Regions from separate parts of the Zea mays genome. Here regions 2 and 3 are each linked to region 1. Evidence: chromatin contacts called from public Hi-C data. All regions are on one chromosome and are shown on one strand. Each heading gives the region's core, a stretch centred on a gene start, on an enhancer-like site or on the middle of the called end of the contact. The rest is flanking DNA. Distances are from core to core; before and after follow the strand shown.

Region 1 (2,700 bases), core at 41-2,540:
TAGGTACGTGTACGCCGTCCAACGGGCAGGGCGGCTCATCAATTGCACAGCTTGTTGAGTGTTGCTTACGTTGATCGCTTGCTACCGTACTCCCGTAGTCCAACAATCACCGTGCGCCTTGGTGAATGATGTATGTAAATGTAATGTACTCACCCCTTGGTTACAGAGAGACAGACAGAGAGAAAGAATGTAATTCTTGTTTTTTCGATGAATCAGGTAGTCCAATAGTAGAGCTACGACGGAGCTAGCGGGAAATGCCACATGTCTCCATCATCTAGATGTGGCAATGTCAACGCATATTTTGTTTTCAAAACAATCGATTAAAGTCAGCAGCACATTGGAGACCCGGAAGGCGACTGCAGACTACTCCTCCTGTCCCTCTACTCTACTACCTGATGGCCGATGCCAAAAGCCGTAGTAGCATTTCATAATCAAATCGACGGACGGATTCATCCAGCAGTAATGTAAATTCATGTACAGTGGAGTACGCATTGTACTCCATGACCTTCCCTCGCGATCGATCCGATCGGCAGCTCCAGTGCCACGGCGATATGCCATAAATTCATGATTCATCCATCAGTCTCTCTCTCTCTCTCTCTACCATGTACAACAGTCCATACAATCATGTGATTTGTCAAGTATTTTTTCTTCAAGAACACAACGTCACATATCCGGTGGCTAAGGTTTACGAGCAAGATCTATTCAGCCTAACACACCCTCTAAGCATGCAAAAAAAATTTAAAAAAAGATGAAGACCGGAACGTGACGTAAGCCTTGTATTGACTAACAATGTATGTATACTTTTCCATTCTCAAATGGAGCGAGTAGGTTTTAACCACACGGCAAATATACCTCAATGGTTTCAAATAAAACACACACGGCATGACTCATGAGCTTGAATGTCAGGCCACGTGGCGGCGTCCGATGACTAGATACACCCATCACAACCACTCTGCAATGCATCAGGGCGACGTTTCTATACAGTAGACTTTCACCGTGAATTTGTCGCCGATAAAGAAAAAACAGTGCATCTTTTCGTCAGGTTTCAAGTCTAGCAAACGGCACGAAATTTTTAAATCAGTTTTTTTTTTCTTCTTCCAGTTGTTCCATTTTGGGCCGATTCCGTCGTTCATGGAACTGGGAATCTGAAACGCCGGGCCCAATGGTTCTCAGAAGTCAAACGCAGGCTGCGCCTGATTGCCTGCGGCCAAGCTTTTCTATCCACCTTCTTTGACCGCCATTGCTCTCGTCAAAGAGCATTTCAGCAACCACCTCCCTCCTCTACAAACGATAATAAAGCCCTACCTCTCACATCGGCAACAGGACGAGGCCAGGGCATCCACGACCACGACACGGACACAGGGAGCCGCCCGCCATGCCACCGCACGGCGGCATGCTCGCGTACGCCGCCCTCGCGCTCGCGGCGCTGCGGCTGCTGCTGTCCTACAAGTCGGCGCTCTACGCGCTGCGCCGCCTGTGGCGGTGCGCCGACGAGTGGGCGCAGGCGTACCAGTACCACGAGGTGCCGCGCTTCGCCGGGGCCCAGTGCGGGTGCGACGGCGCAGAGAACCCGCTGTTCCGCAAGGTCGCCGCGTACGTGGCGGCGCTGCCGTCGCTGGAGGACGCCGACGCTGCGTGCGTGGTGTCGTCGGCGTCAAGGACCAACGGCGGGCTGTCCCTGCAGCTCGGCCCGGGCCACACCGCGAGGGACACGTACCTTGGCGCGCGCCTCGCGTGGACCAGCGCGGGCGGCGAGCGCCTGGTGCTGCGCGTGCGCCGCCACGACCGCTCCCGCGTGCTGCGACCTTACCTGCAGCACGTGGAGTCCGTGGCAGAGGAGATGGAGCAGCGCCGCCGCGAGCTGCGCCTCTTCGCCAACACCGCCGTGGACGCGACCACGGGCGCGCCGCGCTGGGCGTCGGCGCCCTTCACCCACCCGGCCACGCTCGACGCCGTGGCCATGGACCCGGACCTCAAGGCCCGCGTCCGCGCCGACCTCGAGAGCTTCCTCAAGGGCCGCGCCTACTACCACCGCCTCGGCCGCGTCTGGCGCCGGAGCTACCTCCTCTACGGCCCGCCGGGCACCGGCAAGTCCACGTTCGCGGCGGCCATGGCCAGGTTCCTGGGCTACGACGTCTACGACGTCGACCTGTCTCGCGCCGACGCCGCCGGCGACGACCTCCGCGCGCTGCTCCTGCACACCACCCCGCGCTCGCTCGTCCTCGTCGAGGACCTGGACCGGTACCTGCAGGGCGGCGGCGGGGACGCGGAGGCGCGCGCGGCCAGGGTGCTGAGCTTCATGGACGGCATCGCGTCGTGCTGCGGCGAGGAGCGTGTCATGGTGTTCACCATGCGCGGGGGCAAGGACGCCGTGGACGCCGCGGTGGTGCGCCCGGGCCGGCTGGACGTGCACATCCAGTTCACGCTCTGCGACTTCGAGGCCTTCAAGGCGCTGGCCAGCAACTACCTGGGGCTCAAGGACCACAAGCTGTACCCGCAGGTGGAGGAGGGGTTCCACGCCGCCGGCGCCCGCCTCAGCCCGGCCGAGCTTGGCGAGATCATGCTGGCCAACCGCGCGTCCCCGAGCCGCGCGCTCCGCAGCGTGATCACCAAGCTCCAGCGCGTCGCGTCCGGAGGCGCCGCGCCGCCGCGGAACCCGGCGCACAGGCGGAACACGAGCTGGTCCGGCGCCTGGACCGG
Region 2 (2,700 bases), core at 161-2,660, 160 kb before region 1:
GTATCCAGTTTCGTTACCCGCTGGATCTGTTTGGGTAACGGGCTTCGGACTAAACGGGTACGGGTTCGGTTATTTCGGGTTTAGGGCTTTGGGCTCGGGTTTTATGCCCAGATCTAACGACAGGGCAGATGCCCTGTTTATGACCGCTATGATAAGAGGAGAAGCCATGGTTATGACCAATACTAGGTAAGGAAATTCCGTGAAGTTGTATGCTTTAATTGCAGAGTGAATACACCGAAATGTGAAGGAAAATGGACGTTCAGTGGCATAACTTTAAAAGCACATACTTATCGGCTTGCTACATCTGATTCTCAATCATCTTTGAATTCTATTACTTATAATTATAACCAATGCTTTAAATCTTTTGTAGCCAGTCGATTCGGAAGAACCCAGTAGGAGGAAGTGGTAAGCAACATGATTTTGCCGTGCCAAGTGTACCCGGAGCAGCCGTGTGTCTGCGTAAGAGTTACTGTTCCGAGTATATGTCTGAATGCTGTCTTGTAACGTGATGCTGGTAACCGTTGTTGATTGGAACAAAAGTTCTGCATCTCAAAGAAATTGGTTAAATGGATTGCTTGCCGTTGACACCTTGCCTGTCTTTTTTAAGTATGCCAAGTGACCTGTGCTGCTGATACTTCAAATGTAATGGCTGTCACAAACTTTTACACCGAACCTTTTGCATTCCCAGTTTTTAGGCTGGTGAACTGTGATGTAGTGCCGGGCTTTCAGCTGTGTTCAGCGTATTTTGTAATGAGATCAAACAAGCATGGAGATTGGAGAGTTAACACATTGTCTTGTTCGTTTCATCCCATAATCATGTGGATTGAGAGGTATTGGAGTGGATCGAGGTAAATTTTGACTAGTAGTGGATTTGTTTTCCCTCAATCCACATGAATTTGAAACAAACATTATGAGATTATATAATTCAGCTCCACTGTTTGAATTTAGTTCCTAAACAACATTTCTTATAAAATGTCATCAAAATGGTGAATCTATTTCCTAATTTATCAATGTAATTTGAATTTAGTTCCTAAACAACATTTCTTATAAAATGTCATCAAAATGGTGAATCTATTTCCTAATTTATCAATGTAGCGAATCTAAGGCCTTATTTGTTTCCCTATGAGATTATATAATTCAGCTTATGGATTATATAAGCTGATTTGTTTGTGTATTATTATAATCTAAATATCTTGATTACGTAATCTACCTAATAGTATGTGGATTGTTTGTTTATCACTTAACTTATTTAAGCTGGATTATATAATCAAGAGGGTAAACAAACAGACCCTAAATTTTATAGATCTAAATCGGCTGACTAGTATTTTTTTTAAAAAAAATAGAACTGTTTTTTTTTGTTAAAATGGACTACATGAAGCCGTAACATACCAAATTACCAAGCACATACTCGCACTCTGCGACGGCACACGCCGCTCCGGCGTCCAGCAAATCCACGGCCCTGCTGAATTTGTCTCGCCGCTCATCGACCCTGTTTCACTATTTGGAACTGAATTATCTCATCCAGCGATTCCAGGTCCCCGTAGCGCCATGAACCTGCCGACGCCGCTCCCGCCCACCAGCTCCCCGGCCGCGGCTCCCCGCGCCAGCCGTGCGCCTGTCGTGCCTGCTGCCCGACGCGGCACCGGCCGCCGGCGTCGGCGGCAGAAACCGTCTTCGTCCCCGTCCACCCGCGAGACCGAGGCCGAGTACGAGCAGCCGGACGCCCTCGCCCGCATCCTCCGCACAGAGGCCGCCATCTCGGGCGTCTCCCGCAAGGCTGCGGCCGCGCGGCAGCAGTCCACGAACCTTTGGCCCCGCGCCGTCCTCGAGGCCCTCGACTCCGCTGTCGCCGCCTGCCGCTGGGAGTCCGCCCTCGAGGTCCCCTCCCTCCCTCCGCTTTCCCCCCTTTCCTCCACGCGGAGGGCCTTCCTTCTTCATTCCTCAACGATTCTTACCTCTCTCTTGCTTTCCTTGCCACTAGATCTTCGAGCTGCTGCGGAAGCAGCACTGGTACGAGCCGAGGTCGCAGACCTACGCGCGGTTGCTGATGATGCTCGGCAAGTGCCGGCAGCCCGGTCCCGCCGCCGGCCTCTTCAGGGAGATGCTCTCGGAGCGGCTCCGGCCGACGGCAGACGTGTACACGGCGCTTATCGGCGCGTACGGCTACAGCGGCTTGCTGGAGCACGCGCTGGCCGCTGTCGAGCAGATGAAAGGCGCCGCTGACTGCAAGCCGGACGGGTACACCTTCTCCGTCCTCGTTGATTGCTGCGCCAAGTCGCGCCGCTTCGATCTGATCCCTGCCGTTCTCGACGAGATGTCGTACCTGGGGATCGAATGCAATTCGGTTATCCACAACGCGATAATTGACGGGTACGGCAAGGCCGCCATGTTCGAGGAGATGGAGGGTGCGCTCTCCACCATGCTTGAGAGTGGTAGCAATGTGCCGGACATTTACACCATGAACTCCGTCGTCGGGGCGTATGGCAACCATGGAAGAACAGATGAGATGGAGAAGAGTTACAGTGAGTTTCAGCTGATGGGTGTTGAGCCAGATACCAAGACGTTCAACATCATGATCAGGTCTTATGGTAAGGCTGGCATGTATGTCAAGATGATGTCGATATTCAGATACATGAAGAAACGGTTCTTCTCACCAACTGCCGTTACCTTCAACACAGTAATAGAGTGTTTCGGACGTGC
Region 3 (2,700 bases), core at 142-2,641, 150 kb after region 1:
CATCATCGGAGATGGGTGCATCCTCTACTCTTCCCTAGATAAAGAGGACATCCAGGAATAAAGAGCTTAGGGCTGCGTCCCATGTTTTGGCCATCTCCCATGTGAGCGGAGTGGCCGAGACAGTCATCGGTCTTGTTCCCGTGGCCACACCAGTGCCGGGGCCATCCACTTCTTTTCACCGAGTGATCTGGGTCCACACCCGGGTGGGTGACGTGGACAGAGGGGACCGCCGTGACAGGAGTGCAGCCTTGGTCGGTCGAGCCACATGTGTTGTTATGGCCCTAGGTCCGCCCGATGTGGGCGCAATCCTGCATGGGGCAGAAGTTGATTGAGGTTTCCGCGCCTTGGAGTTCGTTAGTGTAGTCCTCGCTGGAGTCAGGCGAGATGAACCCACCCCCGCAATTAGTGCCACCGGAGAAGATCTTTTCTCGGATGGATCCACAATGCGGTGCATGACGCCTTCTTGATCTGCAATGCAGGAGAGGGATCCAAAGTGGAACACCTCCCCAGCATTGAAGGTGACCGGAGTGTTGAAGATGATAGCCATGGAGTCATTGTGGATCAATGTCGCACCCTCTACCTGGCGCGCCAGATGTCGGTGTTTATGACCCGACTACGCACCACGGGACTCCCCATGTGATGCTTTTGAATAGGACAGCGTCGTTGACTACAACTCGATGGTACGTGCGGGAGCACATCGGATCACACAAGGGTTTATACAGGTTCGAGCTGCTAGAACGCGTAACACCCTACTTCCTGTTGAGGATGTATATTTGAAATTTCACTGGTGTTCACATATTACAAGCGAGCTGAGGGTGGTGGAGGATGAGTTCTCCTATTGATCTAGCAGCGTGTGATTGCTACTGGAAGGCTAATGAGCTATGAGGTGGTGCTAGGATGTGACCGGATGAGATGGGTGAGAGATGTTTTCGTAGGGGTACCCTCTTGGCCTTATATAGATGACCAGAGAGTTATCCCTTTACAAGTTGTGATCAGTTCTACTCTACATAAATCCTCCTTTAACGTGGCATGCAGTCCTGTTTATTCGTAGTTCTGTCGCTTCTTCGGTCGAGTTAGCGCCAAGTGTTTAGCCCTTTGGGTGCGCGCAATCTCTTTGCGCAAGATATTAGCATTTTGGTCTGCGCATAACTCGGTCTCGGACGTCCGGCCTGGTTGTGGCCCGAGAGCATGTCTCGCTAGACAGGCCATCGGGAGGCACATCAGGTGGCTCATGAGGTGTTTATGTGTTCATGCGGACTCGGGGATGTCTATCCCCCACACCTCCCACTTCAACCGGCCCAAATGGCCTACATGGTCGCTCCCCTGGGATGCCTTCAACTGTGCCTCGCCATTCAAGCCCACCAGGCAACCCTCTGGCATCTGCTCCACCAGACGCCTCGAGTGGGCCGACCCCCATAGCCAATGGGCCTCGAGACCCTGGGCAGCCGCCTGCTGGACTACTGTGGCACTAGGGATAGGTTCCAGCACTCGATCAACGGTCCGTGAGGGTCCCTTGTGCGGCTCGTACCTATGCCTATAGATGTCCAAACAGTGCGGGTCGCCCGTTTGGCCCGTGGCACGACACGAATTTAGCCCGGTCCAAACACGGCCCGGCACGGCCTGTTTAGCGGGCCGGGTATGGGCAGATACGGTGGCCCGCGTGCTTTGGTCCGGCCCGGCACGATAAATGGGTCGGCCCGACAGCGGCCCGCATATTTGAACACAATATAAATGCATGAGAACAGCCCGACCAAACATAATATAAATGCATTGATAAATACATGCATTTAATTCTCTCATAATATATAAATACTAAATACGCGACCAAACATATATAAAATGCATACATAAATATAAAATGCATATATAAATATTGATACATTTAATTCTAAGCAGAATAAATGCATACATAAATACAGACGCAGACTGAGTGATCATTTCATATTTGTATTAATATAATATTATCTTGTGAATTGATAAATGAATTTTGTTGTCTTAATATATATAAATATATATATATAAATAATATGTTATTATATATGATTAATTTTGTTAAATGTATGTATTTATATACTGCTCTACTGTTGGTTCGGGCCAGTGGCCGGCCCGGTACGTTGAGGCCCACCGGGCCAACGGGCCGGTCCGGCACGATTTTTCCCTGTGCGTGCCGGGTTCGGGCATGTCCCTAGGCACGTGGGCCAGTCCGACCCGGCCCGAAGCATCAACGGACCGTGCCTGGCCTAACCCTATTCGTACCGGGCCGAAACGGGTTCGGGCTGGGTCCGTACCGGGTGGCCCGTTTGGATATCTATACCTGTACCTCTCCCCTACGGTGTCGTACCAACTATGCCCATCGTCAACATTCACTTGATGCGCACTCGTGCAAAGAGTGGCTTCGCTCAGCCTCGACTGCTCTAGGTCATTGCCCTCGACATATCGTCACGCCCTCGACAACCTGCACTGGCACGTGGCGGTGGATGAGGAGTTCTAGGCATTCGTCCACAACAACACCTAGACTCTCGTTTCTCGGTCGCCGAGCGCCCACATCGTCACCAGCAAATGGATATTCAAGCACAAGCTCCTATCTGACGGTACCTTGGATCGGTATAAAGCTCGCTAGGTCCTTCGTGGCTTCACCCAGCGTCCTGGCGTCGACTTCGACGAGACTTTCAGTTCGGTCGTCAAGCCCACCATCATCTA

The links. Hi-C and Micro-C count contacts between places; a contact is called where the count stands out from the background.
Region 2: a Hi-C map of leaf shows a contact between it and region 1, with 4 times the contacts expected there. The contact joins the promoter of LOC103630811 here to the promoter of LOC100283968 in region 1. A contact is called at or near these places in 2 of 25 Hi-C or Micro-C datasets (ear and leaf).
Region 3: a Hi-C map of leaf shows a contact between it and region 1, with 4 times the contacts expected there. The contact joins the enhancer-like site here to the promoter of LOC100283968 in region 1. A contact is called at or near these places in 6 of 25 Hi-C or Micro-C datasets (bundle sheath, ear, leaf and 1 more).

Annotation. Positions count from the first base shown.
Region 1 is chr1:3,280,739-3,283,438 of Zm-B73-REFERENCE-NAM-5.0, reverse strand. LOC100283968 (ATP binding protein) reads left to right here and starts at 1,290. Exons shown (of 1, transcript NM_001156866.1): 1 at 1,290-2,700. The coding sequence starts at 1,376.
Region 2 is chr1:3,436,008-3,438,707 of Zm-B73-REFERENCE-NAM-5.0, reverse strand. It overlaps LOC103630811 (pentatricopeptide repeat-containing protein At3g53170), which reads left to right and starts at 1,410. Exons shown (of 3, transcript XM_008651876.4): 1 at 1,410-1,878; 2 at 1,982-2,700. The coding sequence starts at 1,549. It overlaps LOC103644382, which reads right to left and starts at 168. Exons shown (of 3, transcript XM_020547078.2): 1 at 108-168. The coding sequence starts at 168.
Region 3 is chr1:3,128,117-3,130,816 of Zm-B73-REFERENCE-NAM-5.0, reverse strand. No RefSeq gene overlaps it. Among protein-coding and RNA genes, the nearest start is that of LOC103630728, 14 kb to the right of the region's middle. Within about 2 kb of position 1,391, at least 18 of the 20 cell types and tissues checked have an H3K27ac peak or open chromatin away from gene starts, as enhancers often do. A contact at or near this core is called in bundle sheath, ear, leaf and 1 more, where this site is marked.